Regions from separate parts of the Mus musculus genome. Here regions 2, 3, 4, 5, 6 and 7 are each linked to region 1. Evidence: chromatin contacts called from public Hi-C, HiCAR-type, HiChIP or PLAC-seq and promoter capture Hi-C data. All regions are on one chromosome and are shown on one strand. Each heading gives the region's core, a stretch centred on a gene start, on an enhancer-like site or on the middle of the called end of the contact. The rest is flanking DNA. Distances are from core to core; before and after follow the strand shown.

Evidence for each region. Promoter capture Hi-C pulls out the DNA fragments that hold promoters and counts their contacts. Hi-C and Micro-C count contacts between places; a contact is called where the count stands out from the background. HiCAR-type assays count read pairs that join an accessible place to other places. HiChIP or PLAC-seq counts read pairs in DNA pulled down with a chosen protein or histone mark.
Region 2: a HiCAR-type map of astrocytes shows a contact between it and region 1, with 8 times the contacts expected there. The contact joins the promoter of Atoh1 here to the promoter of Mad2l1 in region 1. A contact is called at or near these places in 3 of 39 promoter capture datasets (embryonic stem cells, hippocampal neurons and pre-B cells), 1 of 484 Hi-C or Micro-C datasets (embryonic stem cells) and 4 of 115 datasets of contacts at active chromatin or transcription factors (astrocytes, embryonic forebrain and embryonic stem cells).
Region 3: an H3K27ac HiChIP or PLAC-seq map of embryonic stem cells shows a contact between it and region 1, with 7 times the contacts expected there. The contact joins the enhancer-like site here to the promoter of Mad2l1 in region 1. A contact is called at or near these places in 9 of 39 promoter capture datasets (the 3T3-L1 cell line, the HPC-7 cell line, cranial neural crest and 4 more), 8 of 115 datasets of contacts at active chromatin or transcription factors (bone marrow-derived macrophages, embryonic stem cells, extraembryonic endoderm stem cells and 2 more) and 1 of 9 other capture datasets (embryonic stem cells).
Region 4: a contact with region 1 is called in an H3K27ac HiChIP or PLAC-seq map of extraembryonic endoderm stem cells, with 11 times the contacts expected there. The contact joins the enhancer-like site here to the promoter of Mad2l1 in region 1. A contact is called at or near these places in 13 of 39 promoter capture datasets (the 3T3-L1 cell line, 3T3-L1-derived adipocytes, the C10 cell line and 9 more), 1 of 484 Hi-C or Micro-C datasets (bone marrow-derived macrophages) and 9 of 115 datasets of contacts at active chromatin or transcription factors (embryonic stem cells, epiblast stem cells, extraembryonic endoderm stem cells and 3 more).
Region 5: an H3K27ac HiChIP or PLAC-seq map of embryonic stem cells shows a contact between it and region 1, with 20 times the contacts expected there. The contact joins the enhancer-like site here to the promoter of Mad2l1 in region 1. A contact is called at or near these places in 16 of 39 promoter capture datasets (the 3T3-L1 cell line, 3T3-L1-derived adipocytes, the C10 cell line and 12 more) and 12 of 115 datasets of contacts at active chromatin or transcription factors (the NIH/3T3 cell line, acute myeloid leukemia, astrocytes and 6 more).
Region 6: a Hi-C map of bone marrow-derived macrophages shows a contact between it and region 1, with 7 read pairs. The contact joins the enhancer-like site here to the promoter of Mad2l1 in region 1. A contact is called at or near these places in 5 of 39 promoter capture datasets (cranial neural crest, embryonic stem cells, frontonasal cranial neural crest and 1 more), 1 of 484 Hi-C or Micro-C datasets (bone marrow-derived macrophages) and 5 of 115 datasets of contacts at active chromatin or transcription factors (embryonic stem cells, extraembryonic endoderm stem cells, large pre-B cells and 1 more).
Region 7: a contact with region 1 is called in a promoter capture Hi-C map of embryonic stem cells, with 4 times the contacts expected there. The contact joins the enhancer-like site here to the promoter of Mad2l1 in region 1. A contact is called at or near these places in 6 of 39 promoter capture datasets (embryonic stem cells, hippocampal neurons, liver and 2 more) and 2 of 115 datasets of contacts at active chromatin or transcription factors (both in embryonic stem cells).

What each region holds. Positions count from the first base shown.
Region 1 is chr6:66,533,234-66,536,959 of GRCm38.p6, reverse strand. It overlaps Mad2l1 (MAD2 mitotic arrest deficient-like 1), which reads right to left and starts at 1,739. Exons shown (of 6, transcript NM_001355624.1): 1 at 1,361-1,739; 2 at 856-1,002. The coding sequence starts at 1,433.
Region 2 is chr6:64,727,285-64,731,010 of GRCm38.p6, reverse strand. It overlaps Atoh1 (atonal bHLH transcription factor 1), which reads right to left and starts at 1,886. Exons shown (of 1, transcript NM_007500.5): 1 at 1-1,886. The coding sequence starts at 1,688. The coding sequence ends at 633. It overlaps Gm35851 (a long non-coding RNA gene), which reads left to right and starts at 2,150. Exons shown (of 3, transcript XR_377731.4): 1 at 2,150-2,450.
Region 3 is chr6:65,000,457-65,004,182 of GRCm38.p6, reverse strand. No RefSeq gene overlaps it. Among named protein-coding and RNA genes, the nearest start is that of Smarcad1, 40 kb to the left of the region's middle. Within about 2 kb of position 1,797, at least 11 of the 459 cell types and tissues checked have an H3K27ac peak or open chromatin away from gene starts, as enhancers often do. A contact at or near this core is called in embryonic stem cells and trophoblast stem cells, where this site is marked.
Region 4 is chr6:65,020,209-65,023,934 of GRCm38.p6, reverse strand. No RefSeq gene overlaps it. Among named protein-coding and RNA genes, the nearest start is that of Smarcad1, 21 kb to the left of the region's middle. Within about 2 kb of position 1,799, at least 28 of the 459 cell types and tissues checked have an H3K27ac peak or open chromatin away from gene starts, as enhancers often do. A contact at or near this core is called in embryonic stem cells, epiblast stem cells, extraembryonic endoderm stem cells and 1 more, where this site is marked.
Region 5 is chr6:65,059,490-65,063,215 of GRCm38.p6, reverse strand. All of the region lies in intron 5 of Smarcad1 (SWI/SNF-related, matrix-associated actin-dependent regulator of chromatin, subfamily a, containing DEAD/H box 1), which reads right to left. Among named protein-coding and RNA genes, the nearest start is that of Smarcad1, 19 kb to the right of the region's middle. Within about 2 kb of position 1,970, at least 15 of the 459 cell types and tissues checked have an H3K27ac peak or open chromatin away from gene starts, as enhancers often do. A contact at or near this core is called in embryonic stem cells and stem cell-derived epiblast-like cells, where this site is marked.
Region 6 is chr6:65,162,348-65,166,073 of GRCm38.p6, reverse strand. No RefSeq gene overlaps it. Among named protein-coding and RNA genes, the nearest start is that of Hpgds, 19 kb to the right of the region's middle. Within about 2 kb of position 1,808, at least 30 of the 459 cell types and tissues checked have an H3K27ac peak or open chromatin away from gene starts, as enhancers often do. A contact at or near this core is called in bone marrow-derived macrophages, where this site is marked.
Region 7 is chr6:65,269,387-65,273,112 of GRCm38.p6, reverse strand. No RefSeq gene overlaps it. Among named protein-coding and RNA genes, the nearest start is that of Qrfprl, 110 kb to the left of the region's middle. Within about 2 kb of position 2,137, at least 3 of the 459 cell types and tissues checked have an H3K27ac peak or open chromatin away from gene starts, as enhancers often do. A contact at or near this core is called in embryonic stem cells, where this site is marked.

The DNA.
Region 1 (3,726 bases), core at 490-2,989:
TGTTTTGGACAGAGTGACCAATTAGCCTTGTGTTTCTAAACTATCATCCTTGCAAGTAAGTGAGCTGCAGGGGGTAAAAGGATCCACAGATACCAGAATTCAAAGCAGATCTTATGCTTAAAAGCCCTGCCGTTTTTGCCTGTGAATTCATATCCAACCTGCACAAGTGTTGATGAATACTCTACTATGGATACAAATAGCAAGGCATGTTTAGAAGTCTGGCCTTAAACTGGACACAGTGGCAAATGCCTTTAGTCCCAGAACTTGGGAGTAGAGCCAGGCTGATCTTTGTGAGTTCAACGATAGCCGGGTCTACATAGCATGTTCAAGGACAGCCAGAGCTACATAAAGAGACCTGTCTCAAAAGCAAAGCAAAACAAAACGGCCTTAAAGACAGATGCCAAGCTAACCATGTTCAGGTGGCCACCAAAAGGCCATTTTAATACTGAAGTTAACAAAAAAAGCAATAAACACTGTTAATGAATTTACAATTAAAACAAACTACAACACCCTTTCACGTACAATAAAACTCAAAGAGAAAAAAAGGCAGTTGCAATGCTTTTAGAATTGGTATTTTGTATGATTTCATTGGGAGCTACAAAGCAAAACACAGAATGGCGAAATCCTTTTAATCGGGTAAAATTTCCAATTTGCTGCAACTGGTTAACCTACAAAACCCACTCTTAAAGCAGCTTAAAGATTCCTAACATCAAGACATTCAGCCTACTTAAAAAGAGGTGGGGATTCCCTCCATTGCTTGCTTCCTCCCAGTTGAGAATGACATTTGAGAAGGCATGTTGCTTTAAGTTACTTGGGACACAAACCTGTAAGATCACACACTGAAAACGTGATTACCTTTTAGCTGTTCCACCACATTATTGAGATACTTTATGAGCTCGGGGTCAGTAGTTGTAAGCAAGGTGAGTCCATATTTCTGCACTCTAGTAAAGGTTTCCGACGGATAAATGCCACGCTGATACAAAATGCTGTTGATGCCAAATGCTGAAAACGAAAGAAATAAAGCCGTAACCGTGTAATAACGTTTAAGTCTCCCAGAAAGCAGAGTAGGCACAAAAAGACACGGAAAACCTTTAACCCAGCAATGTCCAACTTCGCAGGTTTGCTAAGTGTAAATACAGAGCATGTGGTCAGAGGATGTCAACACAGACCCCAGCTTTCAGAGAGCGAGTAAGATGATGACCCAGGTCAGCCCCGTTAGGTTCCAGGAGGCCCAGGCCTGCGCTGGGTGGTGCAGCGTTCCCCGCCCCCGGGAGGATCCGTGGTTCCGTCCTAGCGCGCGTCCTAAGGCCCGGCTCAGCCTCAGCTCTCTCTGGCGGCGGGGGCTGCGCTCAGCACTCACAGAAAAACTCGGCCACGATTTCTGCGCTCCCACGCAGGGTGATGCCTTGCTCTCGGGCGAGCTGCTGTGCCATCACTAGATCGAACGGAGAACACTACCAACCTCACCGCAGACGGCGCCCTAATGGCTTCTAAGCTATTCCCCGCCACCCGGTTCAAAAATAACTACGCAGCCCGCCGGTTGCTCGGTGCGCAGGCGTAATGAGCCCTAAGCCCCACCTACGTCGCCAGTTTCCGGCTGGCTTTGTAACTCCGAATCCCTCCCTAAGGCCGCCTCAGGCTTCCGTTTTGTTCCCTAAGCCCCTCCCACATTAGAGAGCCGGGTCTCTTCAACATTCCGCTCCACATCGGCTCTTCCGCCCTATGCCCAGTTGCACCACGGGTTAAAGCCCCGCCCAAAGCGACTTGTATCCGGCCCTGGCTCCGCCCTCGCTGGCTGACCGAATGAGCAAGCGCAGAGTGGTTGGGGCGTCTTGTTCCAGGTCCTGGTGACCTACAAGGTCCGTACTGTGCAGGACCTCGGATGAGGTGACCTAGAAGCGGCCCAGAGATGGTCCTGAGATTACCTGCCTGTCAAACCCGTGGTCTGAGCATCCCTGAAGCATGGTCTCAGCTTCGAGGATAGTTTCAAGTCTGGGAGAACCTGGTTTTTGGTTTTGTTAAATATGATGAAGGGAACTAGGTGGGACAGAAGCTTAATGATGCTTGTCACCAAGTAGAGAAGCGAACCCCTGCAAATTGTGTACACACACACACACTAATAATCATTTAGTAATGTCTTTATTTTTCTATACTACATAGATTTTATAAGTCCACAAAGGATTTAAATGATAGAGACACTTGATTTCCTTTTTTTTTTTTTTTTTTTTTTTTTTTTTGCAATTAGCTTGCTTTTAAGTTTTTAGTCATATGTACTTTCTTTTTGATCGTTTAAGGCCTATACCAGAGCATGTACGATTACATATGGGATTCATGCTACAGTTTTAATATTGTACAGTAGTATTGTGTCCAGGAGATGGCACATCTTCCAACTATGCTAAATGGTTCTAACTCTGGTACTCAGACTGCATTTTGAAACCAGTTGACTATTAGAGATACTATCATATGCAGGTTTAAGAAGATGGCTCAGTGGGTAAGAGTGACTGCTGTTCCGAAGGTCCTGAGTTCAAATTCCAGCAATCACATGGTGGCTCACAACCATCTGTAATGAGATCTGACGCCCTCTTCTGGTGTGTCTGAAGACAGCTACAGTGTACTTATATATAATAATAATAATAATAATAATAATAATAATAATAATAAATAAATCTTTGAAGAAGAAGAAGAAAGAACAAGGAGAAGAAAGAAGAAGGTTTAGAGCCTGAACTAAACAGATGCCAGGGAAGTTGTATAAACAATACATCAGAGAAAGAAACTGTGACATATGAGGAGGAAAGAAATGGTGGTATAGATAAAAGTGAGGTACTAGCTCTTTCTTACCAAACGGTGGTTGGACTTAATCTAATTTATTTCAGAAACATTAAAAGATCTGGAATCTTTGATGGTTGATTTCTTTCCTATTTCCTTTTGACTGCGTGGTTTAACATTACCTCTCTCCCCATTTATTAAAAGCAATACTATAAAATACTTGAAAAATTCTCAGTTTCTCATATTTACTTTGACTCACAATTTTGTAGACTCTTGCTGTGTATTATTTAGGGTAAGAATGTTTGAACAGGGAGGAATAGAAATTGACCCCCCCCCTTGGTATTAAAATAAGTATTTTTTTTTTCTAAATCTAGAAGCACATAAAGTTTGAGGCTGAAGAAATCCATTAATGACTTAATCAAATTATAGTATAGTAGATCTAGAGTGGTTGCACAGTTAATTCAAGATCCAGTTTTTAGTTAGTGGCAGATTTATTAGAGAATGTATACTCCCTAGTTTAGTCTCCTTTTATAGCATATTTGTTTGAAAAATGCAAATGAGATTCCTTATTGTTGTGGTTATGATTTGAGAAAAAGTTTACTTGATTTGGGCTAAAAACATTTACTTATTAACTAATAACACACACAACTTGTCAAGAAATTTTGCAGTAATAAACCATAAAGAATTTTGTGTGGATACACATTTAATCCCAGATACCAGAAGAGGGCAGTGTTTAACCACACAATGCAACCTTTGAAAAACAATGCAAATGAAGGCTTCAGTGCACCAAGGGAGAAAAAACAGAGATTAATAGTTTCTAGGCATTTGTGTGTTGATAGTGAACCGCAGAATGACATGTTGAATTGTAATATACTGCGGATTTATATTCTCTTTAGAATTTAAAATATGTGCATCATACGTATTGGAAATATATATAAATAAGGGTCTTGAAACTAAGCG
Region 2 (3,726 bases), core at 637-3,136, 1.8 Mb after region 1:
TTTGCAAAAACAAACATTTGCAAAGAGTTTAATGATTATGAGTGGCTGTTTTTAAAATCAAAAGTTGCTCTGCATTGGCAGTTGAGTTTCTTCAAGGCGGCGCAGCGGCCAGTGATGAAGTGCGTGTATTCTGGGTCCGCTAGACACACTGCTGGACACACTTGGTGTCTAAGCTCTACAGATACTCTTATCTGCCCCTGCATTTTAACAACACAATAGTCCGTGTTCAGTAAAGTACCCAATGCGGGTCTCAAGCAGTTGGGGAAACAACTTCATTGACTAACTCCCTTATTTGTGAGTGAGCGCAACACGCAAGGATGAACTCCCAAGGTATAAAATAAGTGAAACCCAGACCAGAGGCAGAGATACGACATTTTAGCAGCATATTGGCAGCATGGACCATGAAACGATGCCACGTAAAGGTACATATAATGATACAGTATCTACATACAGAGGAAGGAGAAGGTAGGAGGAAGGGGATTGGAAGAGCTGCAGCCGTCCGAAGTCAAGTCGTTGCTAACAACGATCACCACAGACCAAAAATTAAAGGGTGCAGGGATATTTGTCACGGGGCTTCCCGCGCGCTAGGAAGGGCATTTGGTTGTCTCAGTTTTCAGGGAGCTGTTGCCTTCCTAACTGGCCTCATCAGAGTCACTGTAATGAGAGTGGGGGGAAAACTCTCCGTCACTTCTGTGGGATCTGGGAGATGTTTTGCTGTTGTCCTCCTGTACAGGCTGCAGGATGCCCCCGGGCAGCGAAGGCGACAGGTCCTTCTGTGCCATCATCGCTGTTAGGGCCCTGTCCTCGAAGGCTGGGAAGTGCAAAGCGTCCAGCTGCACCGAGTAACCCCCAGAGGAAGCTGGGCCTGAGAAGCGAGTCCGGCAAGGCCCGGGCGGGGTAGGTCTCGGGCCCCCTCCCGGGGCTGGCTGAGCCCCAGCTACCGCAGAGGCGCCCGCACCTCCTTCATAGGAGGAGGCGGTGCGAAGGTGATGGTGGTCATTTTTGCAGGAAGCTGTGGGCGGCGGCGGTTGCTCTCCGACATTGGGAGTCTGCAGCAACTCCGACAGAGCGTTGATGTAGATCTGGGCCATCTGTAGGGTCTCATATTTGGACAGCTTCTTGTCGTTGTTGAAGGACGGGATAACGTTGCGCAGCTGGTCGAAGGCGTGGTTCAGCCCGTGCATCCTGCGCCGTTCCCTTGCGTTTGCTGCCAGCCTCCTTTGCTTCTGTACCCCATTCACCTGTTTGCTGGAAGGGGCTCGCTGGCGGCTGCAGCCAAGCTCGTCCACTACAACCCCACCCTTCAGCTTGCACAGCTGTTCCCGTACTTTGACGGGCCCGGGGCTCTTGCTGAGGCCGCCACAGCCGCTTCTCCTTACCAGCTCACCCTGGCTGTCAGCCTCGTCCCGGGGCGCCGCGGCCTCGGAGGCACCCAGCTCGGGAGAATGCAGCAGATACTGGGCGGCGCGTGCCGTGCAGAGGCCCTGCAAAGTGGGAGTCAGCCAGGCGCGTGGGTCGGTGCTATCCAGGAGGGACAGTTCTGCCGGGTAGACGGGAAGGTCTCTCGCCTGCAGGGTAGCAGGTGGCTGTGGCGTCAGCGGCGGGACGTGGTGCGGCTGGGGATGGCGATGGTGGTCCCCCAACTCTTTTACCTCAGCCCACTCTTCTGCATGCAGCAGGCGGGACATCGCACTGCAATGGCTCGGAGGTGCCGTGTTAGAGGAGGTGCTGGCAACCCAGTTCAACGAAGGGGATAAGCCCCGAACAACAACAACAAAAACCTTCCTAGTCTCTTCTGCAAGGTCTGATTTTTTTTCCTTCCTCCTCTGACCCTCCCCCTCTCACTCGGAGATCGCACACCAGGTCGCGTGCAACGAAGCTTCTCCGGTTGCTGAAGGCGCTGCGCCCCTTTAAAAAGCGGCACGCGCCAGTGTATCTCCCCCGGCTCCCCTCCCAGCCCCCTCCTTGCGCCAGTCGCGTGTCTGCCCAGTCAAAGAAGGGGGCGGGCAGGCGCGTGCGAGGAGCCAATCAAAGAGTTTTTACACCCAGTGAAAAGTTACTGTGTGCCGAGGAGTTCAGCTCTGGCTCTGGAAAAAAAAAAAAAAAGAAAAAAAAATTCCCCCTTGTCCCTCTAGTCAGTTCTGGAAATTCATATGTTAATTGTGGGGCTGTAATTCGACTCCTGAGGGTGTCACCTCCCAGGCGACCTGAGTGAGGGGAATGGGGGGTGGGAGGGGAGAAGAAGCGGGCTCCCGGCTGGTGTCCTAGCGGCCCCAGCTCAGATGAGACCCAGGGTAGGCGGCTCCCGGCCAAGCTGGACGCGCCTAGAGCCTTCGGGGCACCAACTGGAGTAGCCCGCCTGGCCTGAGATCCCTCCAAGCCTGGATCACAGCTCTCAAGAAACTCGTAAAATCGCCCATGTGCAATGTGACAGAAATACATATAGAGAGGTGTGTATATAGCTCTTACCTATTGCACATTTAATTTGTAGAAGTGTTAAGTGGCGTCTAATCAAAAATCAGAACAAGGTGAAAACCATTCGCTTCTGGGAACGTATTTCTTAATTTTGACTTTGTCTGCATCTCTTGGTCCACATAGTACTTGGATTTTTTTTCATGTAGTCTTTTTTTTTTTTAATGGAAAGTAAAGCTGCGGTATAGTTATGACATACCAAAATCGGGATTGCCCCAGGAGCCTTTGAGCGTGTTTCTTAGAGCCCGTTAGGGTCTCAGTCTGCAAAAGCCCTTCGCGGAGGATATCGCGCTACGCTGAGCTATCGCAAGGGATCATGCAAACAGTTTCAAAACTCACAGCGTAGGACTCATAAACGCAGAGCCACAGGAGGCTGCCGGAATTAGTGCAAAAGGTCTTTGGGTTCTTTGTGATTCTGGGCATTTTGAAACTGCTGCCTCGGGAGGCCCCGGTTTACTAGTGCGCGTGGCTTCTTGCGCAAACGCCCAGAAACCACAGTCAAACCCACCTGTCCCGCTCTGTTTAGTTAGGGTGTTCACTCCCTCTATAAACCGCTCCCCTCCTACCTCTTTAGCCCTCCGCCTGGTAGTTTACCACAAAGAGCCAATCAGAAACTTCCTGGCTCGGGACACGCCCCAGCTTGCTCCTAGTGCTCTCCAGTTTGGGCTTTCTTCGTCCCTGGGGCACCAGAGTGGGTGGCAACTGTGGCTGGTGCTTTCGATTTTCAGGGTGGTTGCTACTCTAGGAGGACTTTCGTCTTCCGGCAGATGGTACCGCAGAAAGCTCCCTGGAACCTGTCTTTGCAGGGTCCAGTGCCGTTGAAATGTTCCGCTAGCAGGGACCTGATCCAACCTGCCATCTGGAGCTCCTTGTGCGAAGGATTTCAGCGGCTGGAGTAAACTAGTGTTTATATCTCACAAGATAGAGAAGGACAGAAGAGAGTTCAAAGTTATCGTCAGACTTCACCTGTTTCTCTATTTCCAGTGTGCCCATTTGCTACTGTATAAAGAACAGTTCCGGGCCTTCCAATGCTGACAGAAAGATCAGAGGAGCCCTTTTCTTAAAGAGTGTAAGCTCTGCAGAAATAAATACTCTAACAATAGATGGGGTGGGGGGTAGACAGGTAAATCAGGAAGTACCCTCCAAACCTAAAAGACAACCATCGACAACAATAAAGGAAAAGGTAATAATGCCTTTATTTGGCGGGTACAGCATTCTTCTGTATTTTTGGAGACTGGTCTGGGTACTGTTGAA
Region 3 (3,726 bases), core at 548-3,047, 1.5 Mb after region 1:
TAACCAAAATGCTCTTTTTTAAAAAGGACATTTTTTAAAGACAGCATTTCTTGTATGCTAGGCTAGCCTCAAATTTATACAATCTAGACTGGCTTTAAAGTGACTCACTTGCTTTACCTTTTAATTCAGTGCCAGGTTAGATTTGCAGTTGTAATGTTTTTTTTTTTTTTTTTTCTTTCTTTCTATCCCTGCAAATCCAGATTGGGAATTATTTCTCAGAACCCAGCAGCAGCAGCAGCAGCAGTAAGCCTTGCCTGGAGTAATGCAGGTGGTGCTTTAAGACAGCTGACATCTAGACTAAGACCAGGGGATAGGTAGCTGGGTGCCACACATGAGCATGTGTGTGCCTGTGTGTGTGTGTGTGTGTGTGTGTGTGTGTGTGTGTGTGTGTGTGTCTGCAGTTCACTGGAAAGACTTTTCTGCAAAAAGCTGTGGAACTTCACACAGGCTATCACATTAGAAGTTTGCTCTGTTTTGCCTTGGGAAAAGGACAATTCCTCTTTTGCTCCCTTTTCTATAAAAATAATTGTGTTTGTCTGATCTATCGCACATTTAGTTTTTAAGGGGGGATCATTAAAGGTGTAGAAACATAAATGAGATAAAATCTTCATGGAATTAGAGTTAGTATTGGGGGCCCCTGCCACTTGCAGGTGTTGGCTAGGGTGACTCATGCCTGCTCTGCTGTTCTGACTCTAGGAAGGTGAGAACTTAGTAGAAATTGGAATGAGTGGGCTGCTGATAGGATCTACTGCTTTTGTTCTAGAAAGAAAAACAAATCACTTTAAAGGCTGTTGTTGATGTCCAAAATTTTCTATGACTGGTAGTAAAGTTGTTGGCAAATTGCACTGTAACTTGAAACAAGTTAGAAGCACATACTTTGATCTGGAGATAGGTAAAAGAAATAGCCACCTGTAGGCCAGTCAGGGCTACATAGTATCAAAACAACTGCTACAACAACAGCAAGAAATTGTTACCACCTGAGCCTGACAGCAGGAACTTTGTCCAGAGCTGGTGCACATCTTTAACCCAGAGGTGACTCGAGGCAGAGGCAGAGGCAGAGAGGCAGAGAGGCAGAGAGGCAGAGAGGCAGAGAGGCAGAGAGGCAGAGGCAGAGGCAGAGGCAGAGGCAGAGGCAGAGGCAGAGAGGCAGAGGCAGAGAGGCAGAGAGGCAGAGGCAGAGGCAGAGAGGCAGAGGCAGAGAGGCAGAGGCAGAGGCAGGTGAATCTCAGTGAGTTCGAGGTCAAAGTGAGTTCCAAGCAGTCAGAGCTACTTAAAGTGAGCCTGTTTCAAAAACAACAACAACAACAACAACAACAACAACAAAACCAAACAAACAAACAAAAGAGAAGTGTGAAAAACCGAGGAAGCAAAATTTAAATATATATTTGAAACAAGGTCATAACAGCCCAAGCTGGTGTGAACTTTCATTTCTGATGCTCCTGTCTTCTCTGGAGTGCATCTTTCTGGGAAGCCAAGGCAGGAATATGAAGGCAGGGAGTGAAACAAAGACTTTGGCAGAAGGTTGCTTACTGGCTCTGTCCGTTTGGTTCATACACAGGTTTTTCTTCCCGTGAAGAGACAAGAGGACTACTGAAGCTCTTATAAAGAAAAGCATTTAATTTGGGCTGGCTTACAATTCAGAGCTTTAATCCATTATTGTCATGGTAGGAAACATGGCAGCACACAAGCAGACATGGTGCTGGAGATAAATAGCCAAAAGTTCTTTCTACATCTTCGTCTGCAGGCAGCAGGAAGTTTGAGAGACAGTGGGTCTGGCTTGAGCATTTGCAACCTCAAAGACCCCACCCCACCCCTGTGACACACTTCCTTCAACAAGCCACACCTAATAGCCATTCCCAGGTGACTAAGCATTTAAATCTCTGAGCCACAGTATAACTTCAATAAATTCCTTGAAATTTGACTTAAATTGATATAGCTAATCTGTGTTAAGTACCACTTAAGAACGATACTTTGGTAAACTTCGAACCTTCTATTTATTTATTTTTTTATTATTATTCAGATTTGAGGAACTTTCAAATTTTTACATATGCAAGCTGTTTAAAAAGTAGGTAAATCCTCTCTTTAATCCTATACCTCTGAAAGCCTTGAAGGGTTTTACTGCTTTAAGGTGGAAAAATAAAGGTTTCTAGACAGCAAGCAAATGAAGATCTTGGATTAAATACACTATTTTTGTTATAGGTTGATTTAGAGTCTTGGAATTTTTCCTCCATTTTAATTCTCAATGACCTGTTGAACCTGCAGGAAGGCATTTTTTTTTTTTGAGCCTTTTCTTCTCAAACAAAAATGGATTTAAAGCTATCACTCTCTGTGGTGTGTGTGAGGGATGGTTGCGCGTCATTATTTTTGTTGTTGTTATTGTTATTTTTATTGCTTGGGATCAAACGTAAAGCCTCAATATGCTAGGTAACTGTCCATTCACAGAGCCAAGCCTTCACCTTCAGCTGTACTTCCACACTGTTTTTTGTTAATTGTTTTTAACATTTTTTTTTCTGATTGCTATTTTTTGTTTGTTCACTTTGTTCAATTTTTGAGACAGGGTCTCTGTTGTAGCACAAGCTGGCTATGAGCTAAGACTCCTAATACAGCCTCCTGGGTGTGAAGACGAAGTTCATGAACACTTTCACAACCTCAGAGTGTGTCACCTCCACCTCTTACAAGGGTATTTCTTGATTTTAATAGTCACTTTCTCTTTGCTTGGGATTGAATTTGACTAGCGAGCTCTCTTGTCACTGACCTGTAGTGAGCTCTTTAGACACAACCAGTCTCCTTTGTTGTCTTGAAGTGATTTTCTTCTTTCTTTTTTTTTTTTAGAGACAGGGTTTCTCTGTATAGCCCTGGCTGTCCTGGACCTCACTTTGTAGACCAGGCTGGCCTTGAACGCAGAAATCCGCCTGGCTTGAAGTGATTTTCTAAAAAATATTTTGCTGCCGCCAGGCGTGGTGGCACATGCCTTTAATCCCAGCACTTGGGAGGCAGAGGCAGGCGGATTTCTGAGTTCGAGGCCAGCCTGGTCTCCAGAGTGAGTTCCAGGACAGCCAGGGCTATACAGAGAAACCCTGTCTCGAAAAAAACTTAAAAAAAAAAAAATATTTTGCTTTAAGCCAGGCATAAGTTAGTTTTTTTTTTTTAAGATTTATTTATTACATGTAAGTACACTGTAGCTGTCTTCAGACACACCAGAGGAGGGCGCCAGATCTCGTTACAGATGGTTGTGAGCCACCATGTGGTTGCTGGGATTTGAACTCTGGACCTTCGGAAGAGCAGTCGGGTGCTCTTACCCACTGAGCCATCTCACCAGCCCCCATAAGTTAGTTTTTAAGGTATGGTCCTATGAGTCCACATTCTTAGTGCTGGGACCATGCCTGGCACCATAAGATTGTTGTCTCCCTTTAATGGGCTTTAAAAAGCAGATTGGATACTCAGAAAATTTGAAACCATTAGAAATCCTTATGTTTGCTTTTATTTTTTTCTTTCAGTTTTGATAAAGAATCATTGGAAAGATTAACCAAAAATACTTCTGGTAAGATCTATGTAGCTCTAAATTATTTCTAAACTTTATAGTAAATGATATTACTAACAGTTTACTTCATTTTATATCCTTATGGATATTAATAAAATACAAACTATAGCCAGGCAGTGGTGGCACACGCCTTTAATCACTTGGGAGGCAGAGGCAGGTGGATCTCTGAGTTCTAGGCCAGTCTG
Region 4 (3,726 bases), core at 550-3,049, 1.5 Mb after region 1:
TGCCAGCCTGGTCTACAAAGTGAGTTCCAGGACAGCCAAAGCTATACAGAGAAACACTGTCTGGAAAAACCAAAATAACAAACAAAAAAAGAAAGAAAGGAAGAAAGAAAGAAAGAAAGAAAGAAAGAAAGAAAGAAAGAAAGAAAGAAGGAAAGAAAGAAAGGAAGGAAGGAAGGCAGGCAGGCAGGCAGACAGACAGACAGACAGACAGACAGACAGAAAGAAAGAAAGAAAGAAAGAAAGAAAGAAGACAAAACAACCTAGGTATCTGCTGCCTTTCTGACCTTACTGTAGCCATTCTGTTTTATGCCTGTAGTCAGCCATTTTACATTGTTACAGAGGACCTTTTTATGCCCAAGTTAACCACCAATTGCATGTCCTGTTAAGTTCTATGCTTTGATGTTTTTGAAAATTCCCCAGACCCTCGATTGCCTCTATAACCAATTGCAATAAAGGTCAGTTAGAACTGCTTTGTGTAGTTAGCTACAATAAGTAAGGACCAGAACCAACTGCCACAACTGCCCAGTAGCACTTCCTGCGCCTGGGTATGAGCTTTTATGGTTGCTATGAGCTTTTGTGGCTTTTGTCTTAATAACCTGTCCCTGGGAGACTGTCAGGATCACAGTCTCAGCTGGAGATGCCCGTACCTTGCTTTCAAGAGCATCCGGTGCAGTCGGGGCAACCCAGCCTGGTTTATGGAAGTGAAATTCCGGACTTGATATCCCAACCCCCAGCACTCCAGGCAGTTATCTGTCCTTCGGTTTGACCCTTACAGCTAGGTGGGGACAGGGAAATAGCTCTCTGAGTCTTGGTCTACAGAGTGAGTTTCAGGACAACCAGGGCTACACAGAGAAAACAAACAAACCACTAAGTTGACTTTTTAATCTTTTTACTTATTAATTTTTTTGTATGGCATTGTAGAATCCAGAGTCCTAGACACATTAGACAAGCCTTTGCCACAGAAATGTGTAGCCTTGGATAGCCCTTTGGTGTGAGCGTGAAGACCAAAGAACTTCATCACAATACCAACAGCGACTGCCTTGTTTGTGAAGTATGTCTCTTAACTCTCTAGTTTCCATTCCTTGATTTCTATGAAGGCCAATTTCAGGCCGGAAAGTGGGAGGGATTTTTAGGTTTGGAGGTGCTGGAGCTGAGTGTACCTCAGGGGCTCCCTGGGGTTTAAGTTAAATCTAACATCTTAGCATCTAACTACAGGAGCTTCAAAGATCATTTCAGATTCTGGTTCCTTACAAGTTCCTGAACTCGTGTACCAAGAGAAGGAATAGAAGAGACCAAGGTAAAAGAGAGACTGCTTGGGAAGAATGGGACCCCCCCCCCCAGTCCTGTATGCAGTTTAAATGTGCTTTGCCTAGATAAAGCAAAAAATTCCACAAGAATAATCTTGGCTTGAAAATATACCTGGTAAGTCAGTCTTCTAAATGCTGAAGATAAGGAAAAAATATTCGCAATACTATTTTGATGTTAAATTAATGCCCATGTAATTAATTCTGGGCACGACTGACAAGTTTTTTCCTCCTTTTTTTTTTTTTTTTTTTTTTTTTGGCAGGAGGTTTTCATCTTTTCTTCCTTTTTTACTAATCCTGTCTTAACTTAATTTCAGAAGATTCCTTTAGTTGGAAGGGTGAAGAAAATGTTCTTTGTCTCCTTTATGTGAGGTTGAATCCCCACTTGAAATGCCTAAGGAAAAACTAGGTGAAGAGGAGGTAGGGAGAGAGGCAGGAAAGAGGCTAAAAGGACTTGGTTTTAACAGGCAGACACGTGAGAGCCTTCAAAGTCTAAGAGCTTCTGGAGGGTGGGGTGGGGTCATTCCGGGATTAAGGAGGAAGCGCTCCTGTCACCTTTGAATGTGAATAGCTTTACCTGGGCCTCTGAAACAAAGAGGTTATTGTGTTTCCAAACCAGAGTTCCGAACAAGGACCTGGAAAGCAGGCAAAGGGGGCCAGGCAAGCTTGCCTACCTTACAGTCTGTAGCCTTTTCAAAGTGATCATTTCCTTACATGCCCAAACACAGCTGTCAGGAGTTTCCAGGGCACCACAATTAACAGCGATTTATTTTAAAGCCCAATAGATAGTTCTTTGTTCTTTCGTTCCCTAAATAGATATCAGAGAGACGGAGCCTAGGCCTGAGGTGCCAAGGGTCAAGATTCTATGCAATCAAAGCAACTGTAGCAAGGGACATTTGGGATCTAGAATCAGGAATCTATGGCTAAAGGCATCCAGAGAGAAGGTGAATTTAGTAGTAGTTAGAGAGAACTTGTCCCTCAGGCTACCCACAACAAATAAAGGAAGCGGACATCATATCTGGTTCTTGAAGGAGAAAGGAGTGGTGCCCTTAAGTGTTAGCTACAAAAATTGTATGTGCCTTGGGAAATCAGAGATTTTCCCCCAGGAAATCACAGGTCAATGGGCAGTGTGTCCCTGAAATAATTTAAGCTTGCTTTCTTTCTTTCTTTCTTTCTTTCTTTCTTTCTTTCTTTCTTTCTTTCTTTCTTTCTTTCTTTCTTTCTTTAATTTTTTGAGATAGTGTCTTACTTTGAAGCCCTAGCTGGCCTAGAATTTGCTATGTAGACCACCCACCTGCCTCTGCCTCCTGCGTGTTGTGATTAAAGGTGTGTACCACCATTACTGGTTCGGGTGTGTTACCTTCTACCTTGTGGCTTCTTCATTTGTGATAAATGCTGGAATAAAAGGGAGACAAGCAGTTTCCCTACATAGAATACAGAGGAGCAGAGGAAACAGGTGGCTCACAGTCTTTGAGGTCCACTTTCCATAAGCATCCACCACTTTGTGGCCACACTTCGTACAATAGATGATAAGAAATAAATAAAAATAAATTCTAGGGTTGGGAATGTAGATATGTTCGGTTTGTAGAGTGCTTGCCCTGCTTGCTCAAAGCCCTGGGTTAGGTCTCTGGCACTTCATAAACCAGGCAAGGGGCTGAATGAAGCACTTTCATCTTTTTAATCTTCTCTAATCCAGTCCTCAGGGTGCGGAGGCATCTATCTCTGTGAGTTCAAGGCGACCCTATTCTTCATAAAACATTACAGGGCTGGTAAGACACTGTCTCAATGACGATGATGATGATGGTGGTAGTAATGGTGGTGGTGGCGGCGGCAGTGGCAATGACGATAAATTATTATTGAAAAATAAAAATAAATCACAGGACAGAGAGATGGCTCAGCTGTTCAGAGCATTGCCTGCCCTTCCAGAAGACTTAGGGTTCAGTTTCCAGCATCCACATGGCAGCTAACCATTTGTAGCTCTTGACCCAGGGATATGACACCCTCTTTTGACTTTTGTGGGTACTGTATGCATGTAGTACACAGATACGCATGGTGACAAAAACCTATACACATAAAACACATTAAAAAAAAAGTCTGAGTGTCTTGAGGGACAAACTGCACACGGATCTGCATTTTACATGGGACAATCCCCTTAAAGCAAAAGTATGCTCATGTGCTATTTTTTTAAAGATTTATTTATGTATTATTATATGTAAGTACATTGTAGCTGTCTTCAGACACTCCAGAAGAGGGTGTCAGATCTCATTACGGATGGTTGTGAGCCACCTTGTGATTGCTGGGATTTGAACTCAGGACCTTTGGAAGAGCAGTCAGTGCTCTTAACCTCTGAGCCATCTCACCAGCCCTTATGTGCTATTTTTAACTTGCTCTGTTTTTGTAGAGGCAGGAGTATCAGAAGGTA
Region 5 (3,726 bases), core at 721-3,220, 1.5 Mb after region 1:
AAGCATACAAGATGTTTACAGAACACTAAAATTAGATTGAGCCAGAAAAGAAAATCCTCCTGCCATATAACAATAAAAACACTAAATCTATAAAACAAAAAGAGAATATTAAGAACTGCAAGGAAAAACAGCCAAGTCACATACAAAGGCAGACATCAGATTTACACCTGTATCCATAACAGAGACTCTTAAAGCTAGATAGAAGGACCTGGACAGATGTATGAACCCCCTAAGAAACCACAGATGCCAACCTAGACTATTATACTCAGCAAAACTCTCTATCACCATAGACAGAGAAAACAGGATATTCTAAGACAAACCTAAATTTAAACAAGATCTATCCACAAATACAGCCCTGCAGAAAATATTAAAAGGGAAATTCCAACCCATGCAGGTTAACTAACCCATGAAAACAAAGGAAATAAACAACTTCACACCAGCAAAACCAAAATAAGGGAAGGACACACAAGCATGAGCGCATCCACACACACAAACATAAATAAATACACACACAAATCAAAATAACAGGAATTAACAATTGTTGGTCATTAATATCACTCAGCATCAATAGATTCAATTCCACAATAGAAGCACAGGCTAAAAACTATACAATGGAAAAAAGAAAGCATCTTCAACAAACGGTACTAGTCTAACTGGATGTCTACACGTAGAAGAATGCAAATAGATCCATATTTATCACCCTACACAAAACTCAAGTCCAGGGGCTAGAGAGGTGGCTCAGCAGTTAAGAGCACTGACTGCTCTTCTGGAGGTCCTGAGTTCAAATCTCTGCAACCAAATGGTAGCTCACAACCATCCGTAATGAGATCTGATGCCCTTTTCTGGTGTGTCTGAAGACAGTTATAATGTACTTACATGTAATAATAAACAAATCTTAAAAAAAAAAAAATTAAATTAAAAAAAAACTCACGTCCAAGTGGATGAAAGACCTCAATATAAAACCAAATACACTTAACATCATACAAGAGAAAGTAGAAAATACCCTTCAATATATTGGTGCAGGAGACAATTTCCTGAACAGAACACCAATGGTTCAGGCTCTAAGATCAACAACTGATAAAAGGGAAACATCTAGAAACAGAAAAGCTTCTGTATGGCAGATTTCTGAGTTTGAGGCCAGCCTGGTCTACAAAGTGAGTTCCAAGACAGCCAGGGCTACACAGAGAAACCCTGTCTCTGTGTAGAAAAAACAAAAACAAAAAAAGAAGTTAGACACCAACAACCCAAATAACCCAATTAAAAATGGGCTACAGATCTAAACAGAGAATTCTCAACAGAGGGATCTTGAGTGGGAAAGAAGCACTTAAAGGAATATTCAAAGTCCTTAGTCATTAGGGAAATGTAAATCAAAACAACTCTCAGTTCCCATTTTACACTCATCAGAATGGCTACAATCAAAAACTCAAAAGATAGCACATGTTGGAGAGGATGTGGAGCAAGGGCAACACTCCTCCACTGCTGGTGGGATGGCAAACTTGTACAACCACTTTGGAAATCAATTCAGCAGTTTCTCAAAAAACTGGGAATAGTTCTACCTCAAGACCCAGCTATACCACTCCTAGGCACAAAAGATACTCAAAAATCCCACAAGACACTTTGTTCAACTATGTTCATAGCAGCTTTATTTGCAATAGCCAGAAACTAGAAACAACCCAGACATCCCTCAACCAAAGAAGATATAGAAAATATAGTACTTCTACACAATGGAATACTATTATTCAGCTATTAAAAACAAGTACATCATGAATTTTGCAGACAAATGAATGGAACTTGAGAATATCATCCTGAGTGAAGTAACCTAGATAGAACCAAAAGTATATGCATGGTATACACTCACTTACTGTAACCTCCCCCAGCCTGAAACAGGCTGATCCAGACTCTGACCTTGCAGCCACTAAGGAGATTACCTGAGGTGGAGCCTTCCTGCCTAGATGGCTCTATTGTTCTGCCACCAGCCACTGCTCCCCCAAGACACTGCTACCTGCTGAGAGGCCGCTGAGGTATTCTGGAGGCTACACCCTATCCAGCAGCTGGTTCCAGGCTCCAAGAATGGATTGGGGGGGGGGGGGTATGGCCTCCCCCACTTTATAAGCACAGTTTGCTATTAAACATTAGAGCCTTGATCAGGAACCTTGACTTGGCTCCATTATTTCTCTTGACCGCCTAGTTTCTGTCTTTTCAGCCTCAGTTTGCCTCCCAGGAGTAACCCCGGTCCATGTGAGCCACGGGCCAGCTCCCAACAACTTATAAGAGGATATTAGCCATGAAATACAGGATACACACATTACATTTCACAGACCCAAATAAGCTAAACAACAAGGAAGGCATAAACAAGGATGCTTGAATCTCACTTGGAAGAGGAATAAAATAGTCATAAGAGGCAGATCAAGGGTAGGAGAAGAAATGGGAAGGGGAATCAGGAGTTCAGGATCAGGTGTGGGAATGAACAAGAAAGATGGCTAGATGGCCATGAAAATAAGTAGAAATCTGCAACTGATAGGAGTAAAAGGAGGGAGGGCATCTGCAAGATGAGACAGAGGTCTGGGATAAGGGAGGCACCCAAGAATCAATGGGGGTGACCTTAGCTGTGACTCACAACATTGGGGATATGGAACCTGAAGAGGCCACCTCCTATAGCCAGGCAGGAAACCCAGTAGAGTGATAAAGACACCAACTTACTCACAAAATTTTCAAACCATAATTTATCCTGTCTACAAGTAATAAGGGTTAGTGCAGAGATTGAGGGAATAGCCAATCAATAACAGGCCCAACTTGAGACCCATCCCACAGGCAAGTACCAATCCCTAACACTATTAATGATACTCTGTTATGTTTGCAGACAGAAACAAGTTGTCCTCTGAGAGGCTCCACCCAGCAGCTGATTCAGACATATACAGATACCCACAGCCAAACAGTGGATGGAGCTTGGGGACTCTTATGGAAGAACAGGAGGAAGGATTGCAGGCCCCCAAAAGGGTTTAGGAACTCACAGAGTAAACTAACCTGGACCCTTGGGGCTCTCAGATTCTGAACCATCAACTAAAGAACATACATGAGCTAGACCTAGGCCTCCTCACATATGTAACAGATGTGCAACTTGGTCTTCATGTGGGTCCCCAACAACTATAATGGCAGCTATCCCAAAACCTATCCTAAAACCCTTTGTTGCCTGTCTATGGAATATGTTCTTCTAGCTGGGCTCCCCTGTCTGTCCTCAGTAGGATAGGAAGTGCCTAGCCTTGCGGAGACTTTTAGTGCCGGGGTAGAGGGATACCTAGGGGGGAACCCCACCCACTCAGAGGATGAGAAGAGGGGAAGATGGGGGAAGGATTGTGGGAGTGGGTAACCAGTGGGGGGCAGTGAACAGGATGTAAAGTGAATAAGTAAAAATTAAATTTAGATTTAAAAAAAGACACAAGCTAACAGGATGGACGCGAAAACTGGATCCAGCATTCCTTGGCATACAAGAAACACACCTTAGGAACACAAAGATAGACATAACTTCAGAGTAAAGGGCTGGAAAAATGTTTACCAAGCAAAAGGACTCAAGAAGCAAGCTGGAGTACCCATTCTAATATCTAATAAAATAGACTTGCAAACAAAAGTTGTCAAAAGAAATGGAAAATGACACTTCATACTCAAAGGGAAAATCCATCAAGATGATGTCTCAACTTTGAAGATCTATGCCTCAAATGCAGGGACAGT
Region 6 (3,726 bases), core at 559-3,058, 1.4 Mb after region 1:
TGTGTGTGTGTGTGTTGTTTCATTCGAGAATCCAGAGAGCTCTTGGGTGGGTGTAGCATGCATGTGCAACCTGCTGGGATCCAAAAAAAGCAGGTCAACTAATTCACTGCTACACACAGATACACACACTACAGTTTCTTTAAGTAGTATGATAACTTTAACAATATTCATTCTTCCTATTCATGAACATAAAGAGAGTTCAAAAAGTTCACTAGAGCCCCAGAGATAGAGTTGGGGATCCCCTTCTGGCTCTTCAGGATGGTAAAATAACCACTGATTGAAACGACCCTGGATATGTTTTAAAAATATTAGGAGAGAATAGGATTTCTAATGCAGAAGAATGCTTAATGGCTGAAAAAGGGAATCTTTACTACCAAATTTGATCATTATACATTGTCAACATAGAGTCAAATTACTACAATGCAGTAATAAAGATGCATACATTTTTAAATTTAAATTAAGAAATCAAAATATTTACATAGTACAATTTATAGTTCTAGCTCCAGAGTCCATTGCTTGTATGAATATTAATTGAAAAATGGATTTCTTTCTTTATTGAATAAAACTCCTCACTGAGGCAGAGGGCATGGAACAGTGGGGGAAGCGAGCAGATTGGGCCCAGGGAAAGGGGTGGGCAAACTCACCCTGCAGCCTATTAAAGTGAGAGGCGCTGCAATCTCAGCAGCATGAAGAGGAGTTTGTCACTGGGATGGTAATCCCTGTGCTCTGTTACAAGTCACTTCAGTCTTACAAATCTCATTTACGCCTTGTCTGGCAGGTGGTGTCTCCAAAGGACAACCTTCGGCCATTTGTATAACGTCCACAACTCCCTGGTCTCCTGACAGCTCTGGGTTTGCTCTCCAAACTGGTAGGAACTGGAATTGACACCAACAGCTTCCTGTGGACTATTTTTAAAATGTGCCTACTGGCTAAATGTGAAGACTTCCCAAAAGCAGGCCCTTTGTGCATTTCATAAACTGACTCTCCATGGTTTAGAAACAGCTCCAGTTTTAAACTTTTCTTTCTGTGTGTCTCGGGAGTATGAAGAACCAAATAACTCGAAGCAAAATTGTGTCTTTTGGGGGGAGGGGGGCAGGAAATTATTTCTAGAATGGCTTTGTTCATTATTTACTGCATTTTTTTTTACTTGCAGGAGTGTGTGTGTGTGTGTGTGTGTGTGTTTGTGTGTGTGTGTGTGTTTGTGTGTGTGTGTGTGTGTGTTTGTGTGTGTGTGTTTGTGTGTGTGTGTGTGTGTGTGTGTGGTGTGTGTGTGTGTGTGTGTGTGTGTGTGTTTGTGTGTGTGTGTGTGTGTTTGTGTGTGTGTGTGTGTGTTTGTGTGTGGTGTGTGTGTGTGTGTGTGTGTTTGTGTGTGTGTGTGTGTTTGTGTGTGTGTGTGTGTGTGTGTTTGTGTGTGTGTGTGTGTGTGTGTGTTTGTGTGTGTGTGTGTGTGTGTGTGTGTGTGTGTGTTTGTGTGTGTGTTTGTGTGTGTGTGTGTGTGTGTGTGTGTGTGTTTGTGTGTGTGTGTGTGTGTGTGTGTGTGTGTGTGTGTGTGTGTGTGTGAAGTCAAGCCCTGGCCTTTGAAGGACATGGTAGCAAGCATCCAGCCACAGAGCCACAGACCTGTCTCTTCCTTTCTTACATAAGCTGTATGCTTTCGTAGTCTTGTCTAACTTTGTTTGCTAGGACTTAAAATTTCAACTTCTGCCTTAGAATTCTTTCACTGGAAAATTCTGTTCTCACTAGACCCCGGTGCGGTGGATCCTGCTGTGTGGGTAGAAACCAGGATATCCTTGTTTCTCTTTTTGTAACAAGCTTCCTCTCTGTTTCTGGCTGCTCGGAAAGTAGTCTTCGAAATCGTGTGTGTTTGCTGTGGTAGTAAAATGGTGAGCAGGAAAGCCTACTGAAGGGGGAAAATCCTGAAACCCACTGCACTAGATAATCATTTCCCAAGCACATTAATGTAGTCATAATAGCAAGGCCCCTGAAGGCTGCCTAGCTGCTTCCAGCACTGCATCTGCTGCAGGATGCTCATCAGATCTTGGCAAACTAAAATAGAGAGTGAGTGTCAGACATATAAAAGAAAGGACGGCAGCAGTACTGTAGAGTCCTGTAAACCTCACACAAATTCTGAGGCTCCAAAATTGTCCTTTTTCCTCTGTATTTCATGAGGAAAAATAAACCTCTTCAGATTATTTTCAGAATATGTAAAAATACACAAACATCCAGGCAGTTTTAATACAGTTTCCCTTTTGCCTCTTTCATTCTCCCTTTCCTTTCTTTTCTTTGTGGTCCCAGGTAGACAGTCAGACCCAGGGCCTCATGTATGCTATGCAAGCACTCTATCTCTGAGCTACATAGCCAGCCCAGTTGCCTGCTTCTTAGTAAATTATGGGAAGCGAGTTCTCATTTTCTTCTTTTTCAGGTTCAGAGTAGCAGGTCTCATGTTGAGAACCCTGGTTTGGTTGGAGTGAGGTTTTCTGCAGGGTAAGAGATAAGGACCTAGTTTTCATCCTTCTACACATAGCTATCCAGTTTAGCCAACACTGTTTCTTGATGATTTCGTCCTTTCTCCAATGTGTACTGTTGAACTCTTGGCTGTAGGAGTGGAGCTATATGTGGACCTTGTATTTCACTAGTCAATGTGCTGGTTTTTATGCAAGTACCATACAGTTTTTATTGCTGTATTTCTGTAGTAAACTTGAAGTCTGGGATGGAGATACCTCCAGCAGTTTTGGTTTGGTTTGGTTTGGTTTGGTTTGGCTTTCAGTTGGTTGGTTGTTTTGTTGGTTTTGAATCTTTATTTTCTACTATACTGTTTGGGAATTCTTTGGCTATCCTGGAACTGACTGGCACAGGAAAGGACTTTCTGACCAGGACCTTAGCAACACAAGCAGTAGGACCAACAATTTACAAATGATGAAGAAAATATCCCATCCCAAAATCAGGGCTAGAAAACCTGCTACACACGAAAAAACAGAAAGCAGCCAACTCTCAGTACAAGCACTGGAGATCAGGGGGTGCAAAATAAACGTGCAACCTTGACTAATTTCCTACTGCAACTTTGAAAAGCAGTTTCTGTGCCTGGTGAAGCCATCCCTCTGCCCCGCTCCCACTCTCAACTATACAACCTTATTCTCAGACCCTCCCTTGTGCCTGCTCCTATACCCTGAGATACCCAGCCACAGGGTTTGGGAATGCCAATGCTCTTGCCACTTTGAGGTTAAACTGAGCCTACTCTTTAATTTTCCTTAGCTGACTTATTTCTTGCATTTGGTGCCAAAACCCAGAAAGGGCTTCCTGACAGGCCAAGCCCCACTGGGCCCCTTCCTTCCCCAGGAGCCCTTTTCCATCTTCCAGTTCTCAAATTTCTTTCATCTCCTAAGAGACACTTAACCGTCCATGCTCAGTATGAGGTCATCCCATTTGGGCCCACAGCTTCTAGCAGCCTTGCTGCCCTGTGACGGGAGTATGAGCTTTGGTTAAACTCTCTTTCTCGTCTCGAAGCCAACTCCTGGCATTCAGGAGAGCCACCCTTGCCATTTCCAGGGGCTACGCACAACACGAGCTGCTCTCATTCCTGAGCAGAAAGAAGGTGCTGCGGATGCCGGCCAGTGGTGGCGCATGCCTGTAACCCCAGCACTTGGGAGGCAGAGGCAGGCAGATCTCTAAGTTCGAGGCTAGCCTGGTCTACAAAGTGAGTTCCAGGACAGCCAGGACTGCATGGAG
Region 7 (3,726 bases), core at 888-3,387, 1.3 Mb after region 1:
CTGGAGATTCTTGAACCCTTACACCTTGTTATACTGTTAAAGGTGCTTTGTGCTCTTAATTCTGTTTTTAATTCTCTACCTACTTCTGCCAGTATTATTCTCTCCTGATCTTTTATGAAAATCAGATAATTATGTTTATGCTAATTCTCTTAACATTAAACCATATTTTCTTTTGCTAATGCAATCTTACACTCAATTTATAACGCATTTTATTTTTCATGAAAAACCATACTTTTACATTCCATATATAATTGTGTACAATCACAGGCTGTGTTGGACAGAACCCAGAACCTTTTGCCTGTTAGTAGGTAAGTGCTATACCACTAGGTTCATCCTCAGTCCAATATGCTACAATTAATTAATAAACAAGGACTTGCATTGAGCAAGCTAGGTCAAGCATTTAAAGATGCTTTTGAGGTATTGAGACAACATTCAATTAGGGACCTTCAATGCTCCTCAGAGCACACACACAAAATTACATGCTTTTCATTAACAATTATCCTCAGGTGATAGACAATTCCAGCTGATATGAGTGTCTCCTAGAGTGGAACCCACTTACAAATGGAGATGTGTAACGATGATTCTGAAGACTTGTATCTGGAAAATCACATCAATACCTGCAAAAACAAAAACAAAAGCAAAAGTAAAAACCAGATTTACAATCAGACCTTTCCAGCAAAGAAGAGGAAGGACAGGGAAGAGCTGTGAGTTTGAATACCTTTAGGATCCTGTGCAGCCAGACAGTGGTAGCACACAGTTTTAATTCCAGCACTTGGGTAGGATGCAAAGGCATGTGGATCTCTGTGAGTTCAAGGCTGGCCTGGTCTACAGAGTGAGTTCCAGGATAGCCAGGGCTATATAGAGAAACCCTGCCTTGAAAAACCAAACCAAAAAGTAAGAAAGAAAGAAAGAAAGAGAGAGAGAGAGAGAGAGAGAGAGAGAGAGAGAGAGAGAGAGAGAAGGAAGGAAGGAAGGAAGGAAGGAAGGAAGGAAGGAAGGAAGGAAGGAAAAAAGAAAGAAAAGAGAGGAAAGAAAGAAAGAAAGAAAGAAAGAAAGAAAGAAAGAAAGAACAAAAGAAGGGAAGGAAGTAAAGGAAGGAAAAGAAAGAAAAGCAAAGGAAAGGGAAAGAAAAGAAGAGAAGAGAAGAGAAGAAAAGAAAAGAAAAGAAAAGAAAAGAAAAGAAAAGAAAAGAAAAGAGAATTCTGTACAGTTCTGAGATGGTATCTTGTATTCAGTGAACTGACAAAAACTAAAGGCACATTTCTTTCAGTTTATAAATAAGCAAGTAAGTATATAGGTAGGTAGGTAGGTAGATAGATAGATGATAGATAGATAGATAGATAGATAGATAGATAGATAGATAGATAAGGAAAGAAGGAAAAAGAGAGAGAAAGAAATTTTAGTTGAATTTTAGGGGGAAAGTAAAAGCAACCACAAGACCATGACTTACCAAAAGATGGCCAACGCCTTAGGGAAATGTGCCAGGAATGGGGACATCATCAAAATCCAGAGACAACTGACTTGCCAGTTCAGTAAGGCTGTTCTCCAGAGACCCTTCCATTCAGTGATGAGGACTATCTCAGTTTAAAACACTGGGATACAACTGCTATGCATATGCCAATTCCTATGAATGAAGCCATCTCAGTTTCTAACTAAACTATCCCATTTTTGCCTTACTAGCATCACAAAACTCCAAGCTTCAGGATTTTTCTAAAGCAAACAGCTGTCCTCTTTATTAACAGGTTCTGCACTCATGAATCAAAAACATTAGGGGAAACTGTCTATCTTGAACATGTGCACCCAGTTTAGATAGTGTTTACATTATATTGGTCTTATAGGAATATAAAGATGTTTGAAAAGGATACTTCTAGGTTATGTGTAGATATCTTGCTGTTTGTAACAGACTCACCATCTGTGAATTGTGTATCTAAGGACATCCTGTAACCAGTCTTCAAGAGACTCTGAGGAAGAAACATACCAAAGAACACCCCAGTCAATGGACTAGTTGCTTTTTGTAAAATAGAATACATTGCACTTAGACATAAATTTTCTAATGAACTGTTGGGGTGACCTGCACCTGCACATAGTCTATCAAATGGCTATGTGGGTGTGCTCCTGTTTTTTCAAATGTTAATAGCTGTGCAGGCAGAGGTAAGTACTGGCAGGATACTTAGTATTGTCATTTCTATGGTCCATTACCTGCTTCCTACAAGTAAACGCTTTTCCTTCTTCACCCACTCACTCACTCAATTGATGATTCTCTGAGATTATCATGTTAAAAAGCAAGCTGCCACAGTGAAGGTCACATAGCCCTCAATGCCAAAAGGCAACACAGATTGGTTTAGACTAGATAAATAAGGAGTGTGATTTTTTTTCCAGAATAAAGACCTGGTGCCTGGACCTGGGGCAGATCCACAGGACAGAAGGACAGAAGCAGGAGACAGAAGCATGGCAAGAAGTAAAGCAATGGGATTCACATGGAGAGGTGCTGTGGCAGGGAAGTTGGGTTGAGTCTAGTGGGATAGCTGCAGAACTGCCCCAGCAAACAGGCCAACAGCCTTATACTATGCAGATATTTATGAGTCTTTATTCTTAAATCCCAAACAGGACCCCCAAAGCCCAACAATAATGAGCAATTTTATTAACTTCCTGCCATGTACTCAAGTGAAAAGTTACTCAACGTGTACTTAAGACCTTTACAAGAGAAAAAAAAAAAGGAAGAAAGAAAGAAAAAACTAATATAAAAATTGAGACAAAATGTGTTTTTGGCTTTAAAATCCACAGTGGATTGCTATCTATTTGTATAATATCCAATCTAGTAGGTATAAGGTGATCTCTTTGTAGATTTGATTTGCATTTTTCTATTTATAGAAGTGTATTTTATTTTGAGATTTTGTTTTGAGACAGGGTTATACTATGAAGTCCTGGCTGGTCTGACACTCACAGACTCGCCTGCCTCTTAACTCTCAAACCCTGAGGTTAAGTGTGTGAGCCACTACACCTCACTAGTTTTAGGTCTTTTATTTAATCCATTTTTTAGTATATATAAATATATATGGGTCTATATCCTTTCTTCTGTTTTGGGATTGTTATTTTAAGGAATGTCTATGGAACATTGACAAGGCCTATAATTCAAGCTCTTTAACTGTCAATGCTATACAACCTAGAATCATTTAGGAAGAGAAACTCAATTGAGAAATTATGTAGATCTGGTTAGCTTATGTGCATTTCAAGGGAGGATTTCTCTTGATTGTTAATTGACCTAGCCCACTCTGGGCAGCACTACTCCCTAAATTGGACCCTGAACTCTATAAATGAAGAATCTAATAAGCAATGACTCAAGGATAGATGTGTCACTGAAAAGCCCATTTCACCATGCATGACAACACATGAAAGCTGGATCCAGAGAGTTTCCTGTATAGCTTGCTGGTAGCTTAGCTATGCCTGCTCTCTCCAGCAGTTGTTGCCCTGGTGGAAGAGTCTTGTGAGTCTTGTAAGCTTTGGAGACTTCCAAAGTCTTAACATTTTTGTTTATTTCTTAAAACTTGTAAGTTTGCTTTACTGCCTGAGTTAATGAGCCTCTAACTAAAAGTAATATTTCAATTTAGAGGAAGTTGCCAGACAACAGAGATCTTTCTGTTAAACTGTATAATCTTTAATTAAATTTATTATGCTTCATTGTGTTTAGTAGATAGATCCCATAGAAATAAATGACTTGTTAAACAG